Linked DNA regions of Zea mays: region 2 is linked to region 1. The links are chromatin contacts, called in public Hi-C maps. All regions are on one chromosome and are shown on one strand. The core of a region is the stretch at or near the end of the contact, and the rest is flanking DNA. Distances in the headings are between cores, read along the strand shown.

Region 1 (4,005 bases), core at 727-3,226:
ATCTTTTGTGATTGGCTTTCTTCTAGAATTCACACTTTAGCAACTTGGTTTTAATTGCACTAACATTTCATAACCAAGTGTTGGCTATCTAGTGTTGAATTTCGCAGGATCACCTATTCAGCCCCCCTCTAGGTGCTCTCACCTGCTTAGGGACGATCTTGGAACAGAAGCAGCAAAACTCTGTAGGCTCTTCACCTACAACAACATGGGTTCGAAAACCCTGAGTACGGAGTGTACTTTCGCAAGTCTTACCCGACTAAAATAAAATACTCTCAATGATATGCTGGCCTTTAGATGTCAGGGTAAGGTTTAGCAAGAACCAATGACTCAATTTGCACAAATCTTACTAAAGTTGATCCTTATAAATTATTTTTATTTGTCAAGTTGAGTGGTTTTCCTGAATCTAGATTTTCCTAATCTAGATCAAACACTTGGCCTACAGTAGTCGTCTTTTATCAAACCCTGAGTTTACTTGTCACTACGGTGTAGGGCAGTGACCAAGTCTTCATATCTGAGAAGTAACGACGATTCGGATCGATTAATACCCAGTTGGGGATCTCCAACCACACGACATATGTAGCACATATCCCTTGCATATGTCAACTCGCACCCGGGGTTTTCAACACTAGAACGGTTTCCCGCTACCCGAGAGCACATTTACACCACCGTCCAGTCTCTTGCCATAGAGGGTACACGCTACTCCCACCATCTCCGACGCCCAGTGCGGGGCGAGCTGTTCTGGTATTCGTCCATCCGAGGGAAAGCTTACCCATGATGAGGCATGTGGCCAGTTAAAAGGTCCTCAATCATCAAGCCTACATTGGCTCGGTCCTTAAACGACTTAGACGGAGACACTACACTGAGACTCTCTTCTCGTGCAAATCACCCGCTCAGTCTCACCTTATAACTTATAACCCAAAATGTGGTACCTGTTAGAGGTACTCTTTTCAGATGTTGGATACATAAAGGTCGTGATGGATCCACCATCATAAGTTTTTCTTTGTAAATACTCCCATTCTAGTGTGAAGCATCACCTTTTAAAACAAAACATTTTTATCTTCTAAGCAAGGCTAAGCATCATTAAAACTTGTTTGAATAAATCAGGTAACAAGAAATGATACTCAATTTCTCAAGGAAGGAAATGCATCAATATTTTATCACACAACTCCTATTACCTAATGCATCATTCAAAGGTGATAAAACTTTGAAATACGAGGAAAAGGTAAATGCACCTGGGCTTGCCTTGTGTTGTAGGAGTAGCTACTTCTTCACCACAGATGTCAAAGTAGAAATTGTTCTCCACGGGAGGGTTCTCCATCGGAGGGACAACTTCTTCTTCTACTATATAATCCTCTTCGTGGTCTACATGCAATAATATATATGGATTCTTATGTTATGCCATGAACATGCTAGTTTGTAAACAAAAAAATAGAAAACACCTTCTCGAATACAACTTCCCTTCATGGAGTTTATTAGCCATAAGAGCTTCTTAGCTAAATTATAGCAAGTTTACTTTTCCCAATTTCACTTGTAAAACTAATTCCTAATTTCATTTTGTATTAGAAGGGTTATTTATTTGGACTATAACTGGTTCTCTAGTCAAATAGTGTCCAAATAGGCTCAAACTTCAACCAAAGGTTAATACAAACATGTTAAGTTTACCCTCAAGTTTTCATGATTTTTGGGATTTCCAATATAACTCTAAAATTCTAATGGGATTTACATAAACACTTTTAAATGCTAGATAATTTAGTGTTTGTAATAAAAATCTTGAAACTATTTTTATAAAATAATATCTTATTTTATGAGACTAACAAAATTGGTCTCAGATTTTTACCATTTTTCTACAATTTGTACTAGATTTTGCAAGTTATCATCAAAAAGAAAAGAATAAAACGTAAACAAGACTGGGCTCAAACTAGCCTGAGCCAGCCCATGAACAGAGGAAAGCGCCCGCGCTAGCAAATTAGCGCAAAGACCCCTGGCCATTCAAATAACCAGGCATGAGCCCGCGTCACTATTCTACTAAGTCACTGACATTTTCACATAAGTCCTCTTTTCTAGTCTTCACAAACTCAGGTCCCCGACACATTCCGGTCGAACACCTAACTCCGATCGCGTGAACTCGTCACTGGCGACCCTTACCGACGGTAGCGAGCACATGGGCACCATTCTGGAGATTACCCGAGCACATCCTCAAGGCTAAATTGCTTGGTCTGACCCAAACTCGCGTCTGCCCGCGGCGATGGTGGAGCCAAAGCTCCGGCGAGCCTGTTCCGGGCAACCAAACTTGGTAGCATTTAAATTGGGGGTAGGGCGAGTATCACTGACTCACCAACGGTGCGGTACGTGCGCGAATTCGTATGGAGAAAGCACGGGAAGACCGGTCGACGTGAAGGGCGTCTTCGGTGTCGCTGTACTACGACGACGCGATGTTCTCGATGCTCTGCTGTAGCAGCGTTCAATCGACTGACACCATGAGCAACAAGAGAACCAAAAGAAGTTAGAACGAGGACCAAGGAGGTGGGAACTAACTGAAGATGGCTTGGCCACGACGAGGCGCACCACGGCGGCGCTGATGACCAGTTTTGGGGAAATCTGGTGAACTCGGGCTACGGTGAATGGGAGGGGCTGGTTGAGGGTTCAACAGACGCGTAATAGAGAGACAGAGTGAGGAGAACACTCAATTTAAAGGGCCTGATCGGATGCTTAGTGAATTTGGGATGAGATTGAACTCCATGGCGGCCGAGATTTTTCATAGAGGCTAAATTATCGTGGCGCGCACTGGAGTAACGACTCTAGGGGTAATTGCCTGCTTGCCACGACCTTTACTACGTGGTAGATGGGATGCTGCGTGGCATGACCGAAAGGAGTGGAGAGCTCTAGTGATAACATCTTGGCTGATCGCGCCGGCAAGTGGATATGGTGTTCGGGTCGTTTAGCGACCGAATTCACCCTCCCATAGTTCTTTTCACCCATCTGCAGTGTTATCCACTCTTCTTTGAGCACGAATCTCCTAGGCAAGCTCGATTTGCGGAGTGGAGATCATCGGCGGCAAGGTTCTCTGAACGTGGGATCTTCTCCAGTCCACAGTTTACCACTGAATCCCATTTCAGTTCATCTGACAGACCAAGTTTGGAAGCCTATTACTCCAAAATTCATACAGTATTGGGTTCAACTCATTGTAAGAGATATGTTCACTAATACAAGAGCTTCATCTTTTCTACAATGACCATGGGTCATGACTCACTGGATCAGTCACAAAAATGCCCCAAAGTTGGGTGCAAATCACTAAATTCCTATTTTTAGCAGAGCTTTTTGTCTCACAACCCTACTTTGGGGATGTTTTACTCCACGTTCCAAATGGTTTTAGGTCTAGGCCACATAATAAAATTAGTACTACTACAATATATCTACAACTTTTATATGGTGATTTCTCACAAAACCCTTATAGACTAAAAGCTACAAGGGCTTAAACTTGAATCAATGTCACTTTCTCTCAGTGTTCCAATTCTTGAGCACTTGTGCTCTTTTGCACTTAACTCCAAATTTTTCTACAACTCATGGAAATCTCCAAATACAAAAAATATTAGGCTCTCAAAACTCTACCGCTTTGGTATATACAATTTTTGCAAAAAAGTGGTTAAATTTGAAATCCCCTACAAGGCACTATTTAGGGTTTTGGACTCCAAATTAGGGCTTTGAGTGCACCCAAGTACTTTAAGTGCTTAACCTCTCCTATTCCTCACCCCTTAAGGCATAATCTCTATTTAGCAAAACTATTGTGTCACACATAAACCACATGTTCAACATGCTACTAACTTATGAAGTAACTTACTCCCCACTTGGTTCAAACAACTCCACTAAGTATACCCTATACTCAAACAAGTATCACATCACATGTTCTTTTGAAAGTTTAACCTAGTGAATGCATTCTAAGTGTATCACAAGCAATGAAATGCCAATGCATATGATGACATATCAGTGTTTTAGTTCTCGTAACAC
Region 2 (4,305 bases), core at 1,720-4,219, 210 kb after region 1:
CTTCGGCTTTGTGTCAATCTTCCGAAGGTGTTTCTTCTTATGGGACCTTCGGCGACGAAGCAGACCCCCAACATTGAGCAATAGCAAAAATTGCTAAGCATAGCATTTATCCCAAGGTAATTCAAGGAATAGGGTTGGTAATTCTAGGAAATCCTTATTTAGGCAAATCCCATCAAATTATGCAATATATCCAAAGAGTAAACATTATTATATGCATTACTTGGGTACAAATAGAATATGTAGAGGGAGAATCCACTTGCCTTGCTCGAAAGTGTCATGTGAGTCGTCCTCGAACGAGTATAGTTCGTCTACCTCACAGTCAACTTCTAGCATCGATTTGCGTATCTTACATACAAAAAGAATACGTACGCCAAATAAATAAACATACACCATTATAGGGGTAATCATTCACCATTACATACACATTCATACATCATACAATTATACTCATAAATACGTCTTAAAGCGTAAATACTTATTAATCATTATGACTTTTACCGCGATTCATTATTGGTGAAAATATGAGTCAGTGATTATGACACTAGTTTTATCTAGCATAATATAGATAAACATATATTAACAATATTTATGGAAAATTGCTAATTATTTCCATTATTACTAATAATAGACTTTTAAGTTTTACCCCTTTTATTTCTAAATAGAAATTATACGTATAGCTAAAAATTGTTTATTTATAATTCTTCTAACATTAACATTCTAAGAATTAATGTAAATTACTAATTGGACTTTTAATAACATAAACAAGAATTTTACTAATTCTAAGTAATTAAGTGCTATACTTATGAACACATTTATTCTGACTAGTAAAAATCTATTTTCAGCTAACCGAAAATATGTGGCCTAGTATTTTCTTCTACTTTCTTATATTAATGAAATTATACTTAAAACACTACTAACAATTATCGTTCATGTGCTAAAGCGAGATCAATCGTAATCGTCTCTAGTATAAAAATCACCAAGTTAGTGACTAGTGACATAATTTATTTTTGAAGTATAAATTCATACACCTATAAAATATTGTTGCGAGGCTTGTTTACGACTACACGTATACATCGGAGAGTAGCACATAAGGTTTTTGAATCACTTTTACAAACATTTGTAATGCAGAAAATACAGAAATAATTTTCGGAAATTCGGAGGGCCAAAACACAAAATTGTCATCTTTTACCTTGGGCTAGAGCTTGTGCACTAGGAGAACTCGACGAGTAGGGAGTAGGGCAGGGCGGTCTCGGCCGGGCAGGGGAGGTGTAGGGGCGCGAACGGTTCGGCCGGGGACGGGCGCGAACTGCGAGGTTCAAAATATAGTCACATTTTATAAAAAGTTTATATGCCAAAGTTGTAGAGTTATAAAACTAAGCAACTTTTATATTTAGGGATTTCCAAATTTTGTGGAGAAATTTGGAGTAAATTGCAAAAGTTCACCAGCACCTCAAGTTTTGAACCCTGAAAAACAATGCCATTTAACCAACTTTCGGCCCCTGTAGTTTCTAATCTATGAGGATTTTGAAGATAAGCATTATAGAAAGTGTGTAGAGCTATTATGGTAGTACAATCTTTATTAAGTCATTTGGCCCTGAAACTACATGGAACTTGGTGAAAACACCCTCAATGTATGTATGTTATTCATGGGGTGGTTCTAAACTTGGAATGCAGTGATATCCAACCAACTTTGGGGCTTTCTATGGCTAATCCAGTGAGCTATGGACCATGGTCACTATAATAAAGTTGAAGATCATATATTTGTGAATAAGTTTCTTACAGAGAGTTGGATTTGGTGTTATGCAAGATTGGGAGTAATACACTCTCAAAGTCTCCCTGTCAGACCAGTCGAGGGGACATTTAGGCTCATTCAGTTAACTGGACTAGTTTAGTCTTGGGCAGGTGTAGTGCACCATGCCGCCGGCATCCTTGTGTTGTGATTTGAGCTTGGCTTTGTGATTCGCGCATGACTAAGGATGGATTCTATGCAGAGGGTGAAAAGATCGTCGAGGGGGTGAACTTGGGCCCTAGTGCAGGATTGCTTGTGGCACCACTTGCCCTGCGTCACGGTTGTGTGATCGTTGTCGTTGATCCATCGGCCATCCCTGTTGTGCCACGCAGTAGTTCATTCAACACATTGCAGTAGTCGTGGCGTGCATCGAAGAGTACCCCTGGGTCATCGAGTTACCAAAACACCACAATGAGCGAGCTCCAGCGAATTATTTGGTCGCTCCGATAAGCCCAACCTCGTCAAAATTCTCTGTTACATACCTAGTGCACCCTCAGCCACTCCTCATACCCCGTATCTCGAGAGCTTCGGTTTACCCCAAAACCGATCACCAGCATCGTCGTGAGGTGCCTCTCTGTGTCTAGAGCTCCTTAGGTGAGCTTGACCCTCTCTGGTTCATGTTTTATCACCCCTATAGTCTCTGTTTTATTACTGACCTTGCCAATTGAACTATACCATTGTGTGTTGGCCGGAACACTATGTTGCCGTCCGTGAGCGCCGTCGTAGCCTGCCTTCATGTGCCTAGTTGCCTCTGTTCCCTTCTCGGCTCCCTCGTCCTATGTTCCCGTTGTTGCATGAGTTGCTGAAGTCTTCCCTACTTTTTGATTGAACGCTACTGCCCTACACCACTAGGAACGACCTCAACGGAGCTCCGGCTCTGCCATCACCATGGGCAGACTAGGTCCTAGGCCATAGTAGTCCAATTAACTAAGGGCATAGGGTTGCCTTGGCTCGAGGATAGTGTAAAGGTACGTGACTTCGCCGGGGATAGTCGTCGGAGGCGAGCCTAGCCAAGAGTTGGTCGGCACGCCGGCTGTGTGAGTCAGGGATCGGGTTTTGTAAAGAGAAAGAAGATGAGGGTTCTATTTGTAAATCATCAGTTACTCAAAAGAACAATGCTCGGGACTCTTTATCAGTTGTTTGAATCCGCAAGGTCCTCTGTATAAAATAACCAACACGGGCGTGGGCCTCCCGCACTGAGTGCGAGATCCATCGTGGGTGGGCCAATTCAGGCTTGATTCGGCCCAAAGCTATTCATTGTTTTTCTTTTGCTTTTACTTGATAACTTGCAAGTTTTATAAAAAATCGTATAAATATGCAAAAATGATGGGACCAAATTTGTTAGACTCCTAAAATCATATAGTTTCTGATAAAAATTCGTTTAGGATTTTTACTGCAAACAATGATTTACCTAGGATTAAAAAGTGCCTCTTCAAAGCTATTTAGAATTTTAGAAATAAAATATAGGCTCCAAAACTCATGAAAAGTTTTTGGTAGACTTAATATTTTTGTTCTAGCCTCTAAATAAAGGTTGAACTTGTTTGAAACTGTTTGACCAAAAAACAAAATACAACCCCAAAAGAATAACCCCTTTAATATGAAATTAGAATAGGATTTAGTTTTAAAAGCAACATTAAGAAAATTAAGCTTGCTACAACTTATTAGCTTGGGGATTAGTTTAGCTAGCCTTAGAAGATTATCTACCTAGAGAGTTCTTATGGTTGTTAAGCACTGTGAAGGAAACTGGTACTCAAATGTCTAAATAGTTTTCTTTTATATATAAGTTGCATCTTCATACCATGGCATAAGCATTCATAAATATTATTGTGTGTAGAACACAAAGGGGATTTTGTTTTAGAAGAAGTTGTCCCTCAAGCAGGAGATCCACCTGTGGACAATAATCTCTATTTTGACATATGTGGTGAAGGACTCGACACTCCCACAACTCAAGGCAAGCCCTAGTGCATTTACCCCTTTCCTTGTTTTTACAATTTTTATCACTTGTGAATGATGCATTAGGTGATAGGAGTTGTGTGACTAAACTATTGATGCATTACCTTCCTTGGTATATTGGAGATCATTCCTTGCTACCTGATTTACTTAAAAAGGTTTTTATTGATGCTTATCCCTGCTTAGATAATTAAAAGTCTTTGTTTTAAAAAGATGATATTTCACACGACATAATGGGACTTTTATGAAAAAAAAGAAGTTGTGGTGGTGAATCCATCATGGTCGTGACGGGTTCAACATCCTAAAAGAGTACCTCTTTCAGGTGCCAAGTTTTGGGTTATAAGCTTATAAGATGAGACCGGGCGAGTGACTTTCACGAGAAGGGAGTCTCGGTGTAATGTCTCCGTCTGAGTAATTTAAGGACCGAGTCGATGTAGGCTTAATGATCGAGGACCTTTTAACTGGCCACATACCTCATCATGGGTAAGCCTTATCTCAATCGAACTAATACCAGAATAGGTTTCTAGCACTGAGCGTGGGAGATGGTGAGAGTAGTGTGTACCCTC

Evidence for each region. Hi-C and Micro-C count contacts between places; a contact is called where the count stands out from the background.
Region 2: a contact with region 1 is called in a Hi-C map of leaf mesophyll, with 6 times the contacts expected there. The contact joins two enhancer-like sites. A contact is called at or near these places in 9 of 25 Hi-C or Micro-C datasets (bundle sheath, ear, endosperm and 3 more) and 1 of 3 datasets of contacts at active chromatin or transcription factors (leaf).

Annotation. Positions count from the first base shown.
Region 1 is chr4:56,225,560-56,229,564 of Zm-B73-REFERENCE-NAM-5.0, forward strand. No RefSeq gene overlaps it. Among protein-coding and RNA genes, the nearest start is that of LOC103653268, 52 kb to the left of the region's middle. Within about 2 kb of position 1,977, at least 12 of the 20 cell types and tissues checked have an H3K27ac peak or open chromatin away from gene starts, as enhancers often do. A contact at or near this core is called in ear, leaf and leaf mesophyll, where this site is marked.
Region 2 is chr4:56,431,897-56,436,201 of Zm-B73-REFERENCE-NAM-5.0, forward strand. No RefSeq gene overlaps it. Among protein-coding and RNA genes, the nearest start is that of LOC103653272, 21 kb to the left of the region's middle. Within about 2 kb of position 2,970, at least 12 of the 20 cell types and tissues checked have an H3K27ac peak or open chromatin away from gene starts, as enhancers often do. A contact at or near this core is called in ear, leaf and leaf mesophyll, where this site is marked.